Regions from separate parts of the Mus musculus genome. Here all the other regions are linked to region 2. Evidence: chromatin contacts called from public Hi-C and promoter capture Hi-C data. All regions are on one chromosome and are shown on one strand. Each heading gives the region's core, a stretch centred on a gene start, on an enhancer-like site or on the middle of the called end of the contact. The rest is flanking DNA. Distances are from core to core; before and after follow the strand shown. Region 1 holds the start of Crlf2 (cytokine receptor-like factor 2). Region 2 holds the start of Ran (RAN, member RAS oncogene family). Region 3 holds the start of Rnf6 (ring finger protein (C3H2C3 type) 6). Region 4 holds the start of Smurf1 (SMAD specific E3 ubiquitin protein ligase 1).

What was found. Promoter capture Hi-C pulls out the DNA fragments that hold promoters and counts their contacts. Hi-C and Micro-C count contacts between places; a contact is called where the count stands out from the background.
Region 1: a Hi-C map of muscle stem cells shows a contact between it and region 2, with 7 times the contacts expected there. The contact joins the promoter of Crlf2 here to the promoter of Ran in region 2. A contact is called at or near these places in 3 of 484 Hi-C or Micro-C datasets (CD4 T cells, CD8 T cells and muscle stem cells).
Region 3: a contact with region 2 is called in a promoter capture Hi-C map of pre-B cells. The contact joins the promoter of Rnf6 here to the promoter of Ran in region 2. A contact is called at or near these places in 2 of 39 promoter capture datasets (cranial neural crest and pre-B cells) and 1 of 484 Hi-C or Micro-C datasets (CD4 T cells).
Region 4: a contact with region 2 is called in a Hi-C map of rod photoreceptor, with 12 times the contacts expected there. The contact joins the promoter of Smurf1 here to the promoter of Ran in region 2. A contact is called at or near these places in 2 of 484 Hi-C or Micro-C datasets (CD4 T cells and rod photoreceptor).

What each region holds. Positions count from the first base shown.
Region 1 is chr5:109,557,497-109,561,102 of GRCm38.p6, forward strand. Crlf2 (cytokine receptor-like factor 2) reads right to left here and starts at 1,497. Exons shown (of 8, transcript NM_016715.4): 1 at 1,309-1,497; 2 at 22-118. The coding sequence starts at 1,387.
Region 2 is chr5:129,018,672-129,021,938 of GRCm38.p6, forward strand. It overlaps Ran (RAN, member RAS oncogene family), which reads left to right and starts at 1,485. Exons shown (of 7, transcript NM_009391.3): 1 at 1,485-1,607; 2 at 1,857-1,903; 3 at 2,013-2,097; 4 at 2,195-2,320. The coding sequence starts at 1,868.
Region 3 is chr5:146,220,054-146,223,563 of GRCm38.p6, forward strand. It overlaps Rnf6 (ring finger protein (C3H2C3 type) 6), which reads right to left and starts at 1,404. Exons shown (of 5, transcript NM_028774.3): 1 at 1,167-1,404; 2 at 349-431.
Region 4 is chr5:144,964,496-144,967,947 of GRCm38.p6, forward strand. It overlaps Smurf1 (SMAD specific E3 ubiquitin protein ligase 1), which reads right to left and starts at 1,335. Exons shown (of 18, transcript NM_001038627.1): 1 at 1,006-1,335. The coding sequence starts at 1,060.

The DNA.
Region 1 (3,606 bases), core at 247-2,746, about 19 Mb before region 2:
GCCCCGCCCCCCTTCACTCACCGGAACTCCAGGCTCAAGTTGGCGCCGTGGTGGTCGGGGCCCGAGCCCCACGTGACCTCCACCGTCTCCAGGTCATGGCAGACGACTGTGACATCACCTGCGGGGGCAGGGCGGGGATCAGGGGAGCAGCCCGTGACGTCAGCGCGTTCCAGAAGAGCCATCGCAGCCATTTCCCTGACTCAGACCCTTGGCTAGGGCGCTGGGAGCAGGCCGGGCCTCATTTGCATATGCACTAGGCAGGGGAAGACAGAGGAAGACATTCTGGCTCGTACGCAAATATAGGGAATGAATATGTAAACGAGAGGCCCAAGAACTGTAGCGGTGGGCGACACCTCATTTGCATATTCACAAACAGAGAAAAGGAAAAGGATTGGGGGCTCATGAATATGGAAAGCGCTTCTCGAATATGCAAATGAGCAGCTAGCAAGTCGGAGCCTCATTTGAATATACATGATCGCAAAGAAAGCGGTAGGGAAGCGGGGCTCACCACTATGCAAAGCGACCAATGGATACACAAATGAGCAGGCAGTGAACCAGAGTGGAGATGGACTGGGGAAGCATTCTTTGCATATTCATGAGGGGAAAAGGATGGAAGACTTTGTGGCTGGTGCATATGAGAATAGCAGTATATGATGAGGAGCGGGCAGATTCAATTTCGGAGATCTGAGGTCTCATCTGCATATTCATGATCAGGGACGTTGGAGCAAGACGTTGAGGCTTGTGCATATGTAAATCGTGGGGAAAATATGCAAATGCATAGTGATCCATATGGACAGGGCATCAATTCTATATTCATGAGGGGATGGAAGACAGAAATACATCGCTCATGAATATGTGTATCTCCCGATGGATATGCAAATGAGAAGCGATGAGTGAGAACTCGGTAGGGGCGAAGCGTTATTTGCATATAAGCGGGAAAGCTGTATATGAATATGCAAAGAAGGAGCGGCCCAGAGGCCTTATTTGCATATTCAGGAGGAGGAGCGAGATTGTGGCGGCAGCACTATGCTAATGAGGTCAAGGCGGGGTTTAGGTCTCATTTGCATATTACTGAGGAGAAAGCGCCGAGCGTAGGGGGGGAGGGCGGGGCTCATGCATACGCAAAGATCAAAATGAATATGCAAACGAAGCGCTATCCGATCGCCCTTAGGAGGGCCAGAGGCCTTATTTGCATATTCATGATGGGACGAAAAGCAATGATGGGACGAAAAGCAACTTGGTAGCTCTTGCTCGGGCCCCGCCCACCGCGGCGATTGACAGGCAGCCCCGCCCCCGCTCACTCCTCACCCCGTGACGTCACCGCCGCCGCCGCCGCTGCCGCCGCAAGGAGCCGAGGCAGGAGGATGACCGCGAGTGCCCATGCCATGTCGCCGGCGGGGCCGCGGACGCTGCAGTGATTGACAGCTGGTTCGGTCCGAGCCGGTCCGAGTCGAGGGCGCCCAGGCCGCTTAGAGCCGAAAACGGGAAGCCGGGGGCGGGGGTTGGGGCGACGGGGCGGGGCCACGGCAATAAACGGATGCGGCGACTCACCGACATGGGCGTGGCCCGGCTTCCTCTTCCCATCAATCACCCGGATAGGGGGAAGCGGGGGGGGGGCGGGGGGGGGGGGGTGGACTCCGCGTGCGCCCCGACCACGCCCCTCGCGGCCTGTCCCCGCCCCCAAACCTCCAAGGCCCCGCCCCCGCCCATCTAATCTGCCCGGCTCTTGTGGTGCTTTTTAAGGCTTACTTGTAAATAATAAAAATTGTGTGTCTTTTATCCAAAAACAGAAGGGAGGTGTTGCTCCCATATGTCTGTTCCTCTCTACTTCTTTGTTCTGTCATTTGGTTGCACATTGACCTCACCAAGATGGAGGTGGCTGGCCATCGTGTGACTTTCTGTTCCAGGTCACTTCTGCTTCTCCCTTTCCCAGTCTCTAGGTGGCCCAGCACAAAAGTAAATCGCTTTGTTGAAACTTAAATGGTATGTAAATATTAGATAATAGTGAACATATCTTTTTCTTTGTCTTAACAAAAGTCGTACTTAATCATACAAAGATTTTAAGTAATATACAAATTTGAACTTACAAACAGGGCAGCACTGTGCATTGTTACACCAATTACTAAAGTTTGGTGGAAAATGGTTTCATTCATAAGGACACAAACCTGAAGATGTTGAGAACCGGGGATCTCAATTGAGAAATGGCTACCATCATATTGACCTGTGGTTTTGTGAGTAAGCCATGTACTTAATTAATGATTAATATAAGGTTACCCTACTTTCTGTGAACAGTGACACCTCTAGGTGCGTTGTTCTTGTGATTTTGAGGCCAGCCTGGTCTACAAAGTGAGTTCCAGGACAGCCAGGGCTACACAGAGAAACCCTGTCTCAAAAAACCAAAAAAAAAAAAAAAAAAAGAAAGAAAAGAAAGAAAGAAAGAAAAAAGAAAGGGCACTGCAGCCCTTCCAGTCGGCACCAGCTCCGGGTCACCTTGTGCACAAACTCTGCAGACGGTCCCATGGTCCCCAGAGGACTCTCCACACAATCTTAGGATCACTGGTGAGTGGAACAAAACATCTGTTCCTGCTGCAGACAAACCTCAATTGGGTCATCGATCTGCAGGGAACGAGGTTCCAGTACTTACAGGCAAGCAAGGAGTTGGCATGGATAACAAATAAATATGGACACAAGGGAGTGTGTATCTGGATTATTTTCTCAAAGCAAGCACCAGTCTTTTTGTTTGGTTGGTTTTTGTTTTTTGATTTTTTTTCGAGACAGGGTTTCTTTGTATAGCCCTGGCTGTCCTGGAACTCACTTTGTAGACCAAGCTGGCCTCAAACTCAGAAATCCACCTGCCTCTGCCTCCCCAGTGCTGGGATTAGAGGCGTGTGCCACCACGCTCAGCACCAGTCTTATAATACAGAAGAAAAACAAGAAAGCTGATGGATACATTCATCAAGGTACACTGTTTCTTAACACAAAACAAAGAAAATGCATACATAAAAAGATGGCGGGAGCCAGGCAGTGTTTACAACTGAGAATAGGAACAACCCTAATTAAGATCAGCTAAACACAGGAGCCAGGTGAATGCTCTGATGCAATGCTAGTCTATTGTTAAACCCACCACCAGGGCTCCTTTAGTAAATACCTGATTATCCTATTCCTCTGGGCCTAGTGAACAACTTGCACCAGGGGAATTCCATTTTACTAACCCTTTCATGAATAATACCGCAACCCACCTATTTCCTAGGCCATTGTGTATTCCTGTTTATGGATGTGACTTGGCTATTGTTTTAAGTAATTACTATGCAGACTAGCCTTGAGCTTTTCTAGCTCTGTTCTAGTAAATAGTAATGCCTGATTATTTTCACTGTCTCTACTAGAGGTAAATTTGAATGTTACTGAATAGGAAACATTCTTACTGAATTGCAAGCTCAGGGTAGGCTTCAAGGACTTTCTAGGACATTGGAACACTGGTAGAGGCTTATCTATATGTCAAAATCAATCCTTAAAGGCACTTAAAACAATACAGAAAGAAAGCACAGGGATCCATACACCAGACTAACTCGGGGACAGGTTTTGAGTGTATGTGCTATGGGAATGCCA
Region 2 (3,267 bases), core at 235-2,734:
ACAACCCTAAATCCAGTAGACTAACCATCACAAGCTACAATCCCTTCCGCAACAGCAACTTTCCCCCCAAGGCTGTACAAATAGCCTGTCTATAGCTGTCTCCCGACCAACACCCACACCCCCAGTACTCATACATGTTAAGTTTTAAAGTTCAGGCTAAGAATAGGTTTGCAGTTCACGTTGGATGGCAAAGAAAATGCTGTAAACCAGGCAGCAGTGGGCAGTCCAGACAGTGCTTGCAGGGAGAGCTGCGCCTATGCCCGCTTGAGTGTATTCTCTTGTTTCCCTCGGCTTCTTAGGATGAGGTTCTTTGTAAGTTCTAAGCGTGGGCCAGTTAGTAACACAAACCAGGCCACCAGATGATGCGGTTCGGCAGGCTGGTTGCCAGGACAAGTAAGTTCATGATAAGTTTTCTCGGGGAGAGGGTCACTGGTGATGTCACCACCCAGCACCAGGTGCTACATTGTATCAACAATCTACCAAACTGGAACTAGGCGGGTTGACCGTTTTTCTCCTAAACTCTGTTTGATCTCCACCTCCTGTTATATCCTCTATTGAATACAGCTCACAGCATAGCCCCTTGTAGCCGACTTGTTACATATACTCCAAAATATAGTAACTTTGTATTTATATAAATATGTAACTGACGTTCCATTAAACATACTATGTTAACGTTATGTTATAGTTTTTGTGCACACTTTCCCACCTGTCTTCTACCTAAGTTGCCCAGGCTAGCCTTGGAACCCTAAGGCCTGTGCTGGCTCCTTTTAGATTGCATAGTACAAAGTAACAGCAGGGCCCCCAAGCTCTGGTCATCAGAGATACATTTTCCATTTCCCCAGCAGCATCTGTATTTGCTGGTCAATTGCTGCTCAGGAGGGAGCCAGGGTAGGGTATCTTCTGCGAGACAGATTACTCAGACCACGCAACAGAGGAAGGGCCCTGGGATGCTGAACGCCTGGACTAACTGCATCCGGTCCCATCCTCCCAGGAAGGCCAGGCCGTGTCCATGCCGGGCACGCATGGCTGACGCAAGCCGGGCCTCGGGCGCGCGCACCCTCATTCATTCCCTCCATTCATTCTGCAGACGGCGGCCGCGCACACTTAGCGATCGCCCGCCCGCGAGATCCCCGGTGCCTGTGGACACAGGACTTGGGGACGAAGGTCGGGCGGTGCCCGCTGAGCGGCAGCGAGCGACCGAGAAGCAGCACCCGCCTTTCCCGCCCACGAGGCCCCTGGCTAGGCCGCCGCCCGCGTAACGCGCGGCCTCCCGCAGCCAGCGCATGCGCGTGGCAGCCCGCGCTCAGCGCCGGCTCCCGCGGGCCCTTCACGGTCCGCGTGCGTGCGCGTCCCCGCTCGGCCGGCCCACGTGACCCGCCGCCCCTCTCCCGCCCTGGGCGCTCCGAGGGCCCCCGGCCGAGTCGGACGGCTCCAGCGGACGTGCGCGTGCACGCGCGCCGCGTGGTTGGGCGCGGCGCCGTTGCTCCGCCCTCTCCCGGCTCCTCCCCCCCTCCGCGCGCCGGCGTCCGCTGCGTCTCCGGCATTTGAATCGCGCTTCCGCCATCTTTCCAGCTCCAGTCGGACAGGCGCGGAGACTCTTCTGGAAGGTAGCGTCGAGGCCGGGAGGGTGCGGGCGCGGGCGCGGGCGGTGACCGGAGGGTTTGGGTGTCCTTCGGGTGGGCGCGGGGCGGCGCTGGCGACGAGGCGAGGCGAGGCGGACGGGCAGCGCCCTGGGCTTTTTCAGCCCGCTTCCCTTCCCCCCACCGTCTCACGCCGCGTCCCCGCCTTCCCGCGCGCTCTTCCCGGCCGCGGCCTTTGTGGGGCGCACGTGCCGCAGCCGCTCTCTCTCCCCGCAGGATCCGCCGCGATGGCCGCCCAGGGAGAGCCGCAGGTCCAGTTCAAGGTGCGTGTGCGGCCGCACGGGGGCCCTCGGAGGGCGAGCGAGCGGGGAGGTCGGGAGGGGACGGCATGGCGGGGACCGCTCACGCCGCCGCCTCGTCTCTTGAATCTAGCTCGTCCTGGTGGGCGACGGCGGCACCGGGAAGACAACCTTCGTGAAGCGCCACTTGACGGGCGAGTTTGAGAAGAAGTATGTAGGTAGGTGCGGCCGGGGGTGCTTCACGGCAGCGAGGCCTCCGGGGGAAGGCGGCGGGCAGTGCACGGCTGACCCCTTCTGCCGCCCTGTTCCCCGCAGCCACCCTGGGCGTGGAGGTGCACCCGCTCGTCTTCCATACCAACAGAGGACCCATCAAGTTCAACGTGTGGGACACGGCCGGCCAGGAGAAGTTCGGGGGCCTGCGCGATGGCTACTACATCCAAGGTGAGGGGGGCCTTGCGGAAGTGGGCCCAGGCCCTCGGACATGTGCTTGGGGTATGAGCCGGAGAGCCAGCCGTTGCCGGGTGACTAAGGAGAGGGGACAGAAATCTCTTGGAGGGAGGCGACCTGGTTGGAGTGGATAGGAGATTTTTTTTTTCTTTTATAAGAATCGTCCGTGGTGTCGTTTGATCATATGCTGTGTCATGCTAGGCATTGATTTGGGGCAAACTGTGTGGCTTCAGAACTTAGTAGGAGACTAAGCTATTGGGAAAGCTCCCGGGTCACTTTTTGGTTTTCGAAACTTGAATTAAGGGCTACACGCAGTAGCTTACCCGTGATTATTCCCATCATTAAAATAAGTAGTGAGCATTTGCCCCAAGATACTAAACCTCTAGCCCCTCCTGGAGCCAGGCCCTCTCTCACACGTGAAACCTGCCGCCTCATGGAAACTGTACTTTTACTTTTCTCCTTGAAAGTAATCGAAAAAGCTTAGTGGGGAAAGAGTCTGTTGGTGTTTAAAGACGAATGAATATCCTTGTGATCTTACTAGCATGATGAGAAAATTCGTTCTTTGGCTTCTTCGCATGTAAAGGCAAAGGGGTGTTTATAACCGGGGTTAACTTTTTAACCAAAAAAATGGGGATGCTCACGTGCTTCCTCTTAAACTGTATCCTCACCATCCCTGCAGGGTAGGTTATAGAAACCTGGGCTCAGATTTTAGAAGACTGGTGTTTGAACTTTGATGAACTTTGATGGGCCAGCAGTTGGTAGTTAGTGATTAGGTGCCTTGAGGAGAAGAAGGTAGTTGATAGAGTGAATTGGTCTTGACTTTTGGAGTTTTCATTTGAAGAGGAATTGGAGTCAGTGTGCCATGTTTTACCATCTAACTTTTTAGTGGGGGACAGGGAGGACTTTTGAATGGAGTGGGTTGATGGGTGATCCAGAGTCAG
Region 3 (3,510 bases), core at 154-2,653, about 17 Mb after region 2:
AGTGCATTTTTGGTGGTCACAGCAGAAACTTGGTTTTTTTTTTTTGGGTGGGGGGGGTGTTTCGAGACAGGGTTTCTCTGTATATCCCTGGCTGTCCTGGAACACACTCTGTAGACCAGGCTGGCCTCGAACTCAGAAATCCGCCTGCTTCTGCCTCCCAAGTGCTGGGATTAAAGGCGTGCACCACCACGCCCAGCTTAGAAACTTGATTTTTGAAACAGATGTTTAATAAGTGGAAATCTAATGACAAAAAAAGTCAAGTTCTTTAAAATATTAAAAAACCAGAGATCTTCTCCTCCAAGGCAATATTCTTGGATTAACTAAGCATAAGTAAGGCAAAATGAATACCTTATTTTCCTTTGAACATTCTTCTAACAGATGAGACTGTATCCATGCTTCTGATGTTTGTGCCTCTTTTGAGAGCTGCTCATCTGAATAAAAACAAAAGTTGTATTATTCAGCAAACTGCCTCTTTGAAGTCCCGGAACACCCAGTAGTCTCCCGACTCCTCTGCAAAGCCAGAGCTAAATTCTCCAGAAGGTTCTGTTATACCATCATCTAGGTAATTAGAGACTCATACAATTAGATAACAAAAAAAAAAAAAAAACCTCCCAGAAGGTCTCTCCTCCTACACTGTCACCGCTCCGAGGATTGCGCCTCCTCCTTTCTCAAAGGCCTTCGTACCGTATCACGTTCCCATCTGGGTGTAGCTAGGGTTAGGTGAGGAAGTTAGTTTAGTTCTAAGCCTTCACTTCGTTGTCAACCGCCCCCACCATCCCGCTACTGGTTCTTTTCCTTATCCTGTTAATCGAGGCCCCCGACTAGGGTTAAGATGAAGTCCCTACTCCAGTAAACGAACTGGACTCAGGAACCCGACCAATCTCACCTCAATCTAGCCTCAAGTAACGCTTCCCCTGCGACCTGGATTTGGCTTTGGGGCCGGCCAATCAGCAACTAGCAAAGCTCAACCAGCAAGCAATAAGCCAATCGGATAAGAGGTAAGTGTCTCTCCCCTCGGAACCCCGCCCCCTAGCACGTCCTCCTCTCCGAGGCGTCTCCCGGAAGTAGTAGTGAGACTCACCAAATGACCCTTCCCCCGCCCCGTGTACCCAACGCCCCCTCCCCCCGACCCCACCTCCAGCGCGATGACCCGCGGTTGTTCTCACCGAGGCGGCGAGGGGGCGGAAGGTTCTTGGCCGAGCCTTCGAAGGCCGCTACGCCCTCTAATCTTCCCCTGAGGCGCGAAGCTCAGAGTCTGTGTTGCTGCTCGGAGTCGACCTGGCGGAGAGAAAGCTAAGAGAGGAGCGTCCGATCTCCGGCCTTCTCGCACCGCCTCGGAGAACTAAGACTGGCCACCGTCTGCAGCGACCCTGCCGGTGCGTCTGGAAACGGCGCTCCCCGGAAGCCGAGCCGCGGCGCCCGAGTTCCGCATCTGCTGTGCGCAGGTCCGGCTGTCGCGGGCTCGGGTCAAGGCACTCAGAGCCCGTGGCGGCTTCAGGACCGAAGGCGGAGGCGCCTTTCCACCCTTTGGAAATGCCAGCTCCTCTTCTCGTATTTCAGTGTCCTTTGACGAAGTCTGGAGAAAAACGCATCTGTCAAGCTGTTCGTTGCTCATTACTACCCGGGTTAACTACCCAGTTTGAAATTTTCCCTTAGTGTAGTTCACTGGGATGAGGAAACTAAATATCAAGTGCTTGTGATGAGAAAGCACTTCGAAGCTCCCAATATTAACCATTCACGTTCTTTCTCTCCCGCTATCCCTTGTCTAATTTCTTTTTTCATTATATGACACCAGATTTACCCAACCATTTCTTGTGGTCCTGGTAGGGCCCTTTCCTGACACCCCCATCAGCCAAATGGCTTAATCAGTTTAATACGCGCATACTGCTGTGATTCATAACTCTTTCCTCCCTTCTTTCATTATTGAGTGACTTTGTTTTGTTTTGAGACGGGGGCTCATATAGCCCAGGCAGGCCTTTAGCTGGTGAGCTTCTTGCCCTTCTTAGGGATGTGCTACCATGTTTGCTGGGTGCTTTGTTACCATGATGTAGCAAGCCTTAGCATCAATGAAACTACTAGAGTAAAAGGTGATACTGTCTATCAGGAGGATTCCCCTCCTCTCTCCCCATCTGTTTAATATTTAAAACATAGGAGAGTGTTACAGATTTCTCCTGTAGAAAAGTGACCCCAATTGGGGAGACCAATGGCTTTAAAGTGGGTTGGGTCTTATTTAGGGTGTCCTGCTTGGTGATTATTTTCTCTCCCTTTGAATATTGATCCAAACTGTCTATATGTCCTTTTATGTTGTTGTTCTGAGGATAAGACTTTCCTTTGAGTTTCCTTCTGGAAGTAAGGTTATTGTTGGAGTTCCTTTCCCCAACTTCATCAGGGAGCTATGTGATGGAGACAGTGGTGGGTGTATGTCTCTGTGTAGCCTGACTTTGTTTTTTTTCTAGTATCCAATTGCTTCATGATTCTCTAAAGCTTTCTTTGTATAGCTCTATTTGGGATTGTGGTGGTTTGAATAGGAATGGTCCCCGTAGATCCATGTGTTTGAATGCTTGGCCATAGTGAGTGGCACTATTAGGAGGTGTGGCTTTGTTAGAGGAAGTGTGTCACTGTGGAGGCAAGGCTTTGAGGTTTTAGATGCTCAAGCTACAGCCAGTGTGAAACATATTCAGTCTCCTCCTTGCTGTCTGTGTATGGATTAAGATGTAGAGCTCTCAGCTCCTTCTCTAGTACCATTATCTCCTGCACACTGCTATGCTTCCCACCATGATGCTAATGGACTAAACTTCTACAACTATAAGCCAGCCCCAATGAAATGCTTTCCTTTACAAGAGTTGCCTTGGTCATGGTGTCTCTTTACAACAATAGAAACTTTGACTAAGATGGGGAGATGTCTATTTTTTTTCTTACTCTGACTATGTCTTTCAGAGGCACACATCAAGCCAGCCCTCTCATCTCTCACCTTACCTTGAAGTCCCTTCCATTTCTTTTTAATACTGGAAGTGGGACTTGTGAACAGACGTTCCCCCCTCCCCTCCAGGGACATGTTAAACACTCTACAAGGCAGATTGGTTAAAAGTTCCATGATTGTGTTACAAGTCAAAGCCAAATAACCCTGGGATATCTCTCGCCATGTCCCCCCACAATAACCACTTATCACCCATGTCTGTGTGTAACCTAACGTCCTTGTGACTAGCAGGTTAGGCCTTATGGAAAGTCCCTTAGCTTCCACCAACTCAAAATAATCTAAGCAGATAGCATCTGTGGCCAGTAGCACATACTTTCCTGCTTTTACGAGATCTGCCTGCCTGTTAACACCAACCTCCACCCTCCCTCCCTCCCTCCCTCCGTCCCTCCCTCCTTCCCTTCCTTCCTTTTGTCCTTCGAGATAGGGTAGCCCTGTGTAGCCTGGGTGTCCTTAGCTTTATAGACCAGACTGGCCTTGAACTCAGAGATCTGTCTGCCTCTGCATCCTGAGTGCTGAGACTAAAGGCGTGTACC
Region 4 (3,452 bases), core at 85-2,584, about 16 Mb after region 2:
CAGGTAGAAGGAGGATGAGAGTGAAGAGATGGATGATGAAAATGTGAGGTAGGGGTGGAAAGAGCGGTGGAGGTGCAGCGAGGGGGCGGGATCTACATGAAGTTGAAAGGTGTGTGGCTATGTACAAGGCCTGAAGAAAAGCAGGCAGGGGGGTAGGTGTGGATCAGAGGGTGCTGGGGCGGTGTCAAGAGAGGACACTAGAGGGGACCGGTGGAGGGCCCCGAGGGGTGGTACCTATATGCAGCTGAGGGTAGGTGTGGGGCAGAAAGGAGAGGGGGGGGGGGAGTCCTGTAGTGGAGGAGCTAGGGGGCGGGACCTGATCCAGAAGGGTAAAGTTAGGGGCAGAGGGAGAAAGCTAGGGGGCGTGGCCCATATGCAACTGATGGTAGGTGTGGGCAGATAGAGTAGTGTGGGCAGGGGGGGATAGGCAAGAACCTGAAGAGAAAGGAGCCAGAGGCGGGGCCAAGAGAATCAGCCACAGGGGTGGAATCTATGATAGAGGGATGAACAGCAAGCCAGGCTTAATGCAGAAAAGGCAGCTGCCTGGGCCTGCAGAGCAAGCAGGGGGCGGGGAATGATGCAGAGGGAGGAGCCATAGGGCGGGTCGCCAAAGCTACAAAGTAGTCAAGGGGTGGAGCCTGTGAGGGGGAGGGGGAGTCTGCAGAAGAGTCGAGGGCTGAGCCTAGTTAAGGGGGCGAGTCTGCAGATCGGAGAGGCGTGGCTTGATGCAGAGGGAGGGCGGGGCTGCCGCAGCGGGGCGTGTCCTGATGTGCCAGGGGCGGGCCCTGATGCAGAGGGAGGGGACGGGGCGGCAGGGGCGGCGCCTGCAGAGCACCCGGGGGGCGGGGCCGGGAGCGCGAGCGAGGGGCGCACGCCGTAGGGGGTGCAGCGGTCCCGGGACAACGGCCGGTGCAAGGGGGGGGGGGGGGGAGGGGGCGGGGCGGGAGTCCGCAGGGTCCCTGGGACAGTCTAGGGGCGCGAGGGCCGCGGCCCTGTCGTGCCTACCTGTCAGACGGATCTTGATGCTGGAGCCGTTCCTACGGGTCCCGGGGTTCGACATCTCCCGCCAGCGGCCGGCCGGCCTCGGATCCAGTGCCGCCGCCCCCCAGCCCGGCCCGGCCCGGCCCCGCCGCCGCCTCAAGGTTACGGCCACGGGCTGGGCGCCGGGGTCCGAGCCGGGACGCCGAGTGCGCGGCGCAGGCGTTGGGCCGGAGACCACGGGCTGGAACCGTAGAACCGAGCGCTCGGCCGCGCCGCCGCCAGGAGCCGCCCCTGGCTGGCCCAGCCCGGAGCCGCCGCGCTCGCAGCCGGACGCCCGCCGCCCTCGCTGCTTCCGCCGCCGCCTCCCGAGCTGCGCGCGCCCGCCGCCTTGCCGGCCCGGCCCTGCGCGGCCTCGCGCTTGCGTGTGTGCGTGCGTGCGCGCGCCCGAGCACGGCGCTACGCGGACCGCGCTTGTCCTGGGCGCGCGCAAGGGGGTCTGGGGGAGCTGCAAGGTTCCTGCAGCCGGCGGGGAGCCTTGAAACAGACACCACCGTGGCCACCACCGCCCCACACACGTAGACGACACACACGCACACACAAGCGGCGCAGTCGGAGCTGGTTCTTAGTCACAATCTCAGAACCAACTGATTTGCTTGTGCGACGATTTGGGGGAACCGATTGTTTCTTCAGTGTCGGACTTTTCAAAGCTCCTGATGGAAGCCAGGGTGTTGCATGAAACCCCAAGAACCGTGCGCGCGTGCGCGCGTGGGTACACACTAGATCCTGCAAGTTCCAAGGGAAGACTTCCCGCAGTGATCGAGTGTCGGATGTGCCCTGTGCAACTGGTGTATTCGATTGACAAAGTGGCTAGACTCAGAGGAAGTGCGGCATATGGACCAGCTAAACAAGATGAAGGATGTAAATGGAGAGGTGGTGGTTTTGTGGATAGGAACCTGCATGCAACTGAACTAACCCAGAGAAGTAAGCAGTCGGGTTTTCGAGTCCCTGCCTTCTGATGAACCCACCCCCAAACCCCCAGAGTGTCAGGCCGGTAAAAAGTAAAAGCCGGGCTTTCTTTCCCCAGCAAGCAAACCAATCTCTATGGTAACGCATTCTAGAGAGGAAATAAAAGGTTCTTGAAAAGGCTGCGTATATTTACCAAACTCCCATCCGACCTGAACTTAATTCACTTCATGGGCAGACTCTATGGTTCTTCCTTAGAACCAGCTACCCACAGCGTTTGACCACCCTCTTTGGAGACAGGGGCTCATCTGTAGCTGAGGCTGACCTCAAAACTGTGATTCCCCCTACTCAGCCTCCGGAGCGCAGGGATTACAGGCTTGTACCTGTTCTTGTCCTAGGCAGTTTGGTTTTATGAGCCTGTGCAGCCCAGACTATTTAATAATGGAGGGAAAATATCTTAAGAATAGGATCGTGTATGGGCAACGGTTAATCCAGACTCTAACTCTGCTTCCATTTCTAAGCCGTTGTCGCTGAGAGCGAGACCCTAGGTTGGAATAAATCCATTTAGGAGTCTTTGATTGGTGTTGGGAGAATAGCACCATTGGTAAGGTGTTCGATGGTGCAAGCACAAGAAGCTAAGTTTTGTGAGGCTTTTTTTTAGATATTTCTGTTACCTATATAGGAGTGTTTTGTGTGCGTGTTTGTATGTGTGCATCACAAGGTGCTGGATCTGGAGCGGGTGTTTGTGAGCCACCGTGTGGGTGCTGGGAACTGAACTTAGGTCCTCTGGAAGAGCAACGTGTGCTCCTAACTGTTCAGCATCTCTCCAGCCCCACGGTACAGGTGTGCTGGTGAGTTTGAGTGATCCCAGCCCCCTGGGAGGCAAAGACAGAAGGATCCCTGGGACTAATAGGCCAGTAAGCCTCCATGAATCAGGAACCCTATGCCAGTGAGAGACTCTGCCACCAGAAAAAATGGAGCTGGGGGATAAACAGTGGAGAAAAACTGAAGTTAACCTCTCTCTCTCTCTCTCTCTCTCTCTCTCTCTCTCTCTCTCTCTCTCTCTCTCTCCCCCTGCACTTCTCTCCTTCCCTCCTTGCCCTGTCATTCTCTTTCTCTGTATCCTCAGCCATACCTCCCTTCTTTCTCATTCCTCTTCCCTCCACCTTCACCCACTCACACACACACACACACTCACACACTCACACACACTCACACACTCACACACACACACTCACACACACACACTCACCCACTCACACACACACACTCACCCACTCACACACACACACACTCACACACACACACACACACACTCACCCACTCACACACACACACACACACTCACCCACTCACACACACACACTCACACACACACACACACACACCCCCGCCTCAGCTCACATGTGCTTTTCCTTCCTCCTGGGTCCACTCTCCTGCACCCTCACCCAGGAGTCTTGGGTTGCTCCACCTCTTTGTTTCCTTACCTGCCTAGACGTCTGGACCTT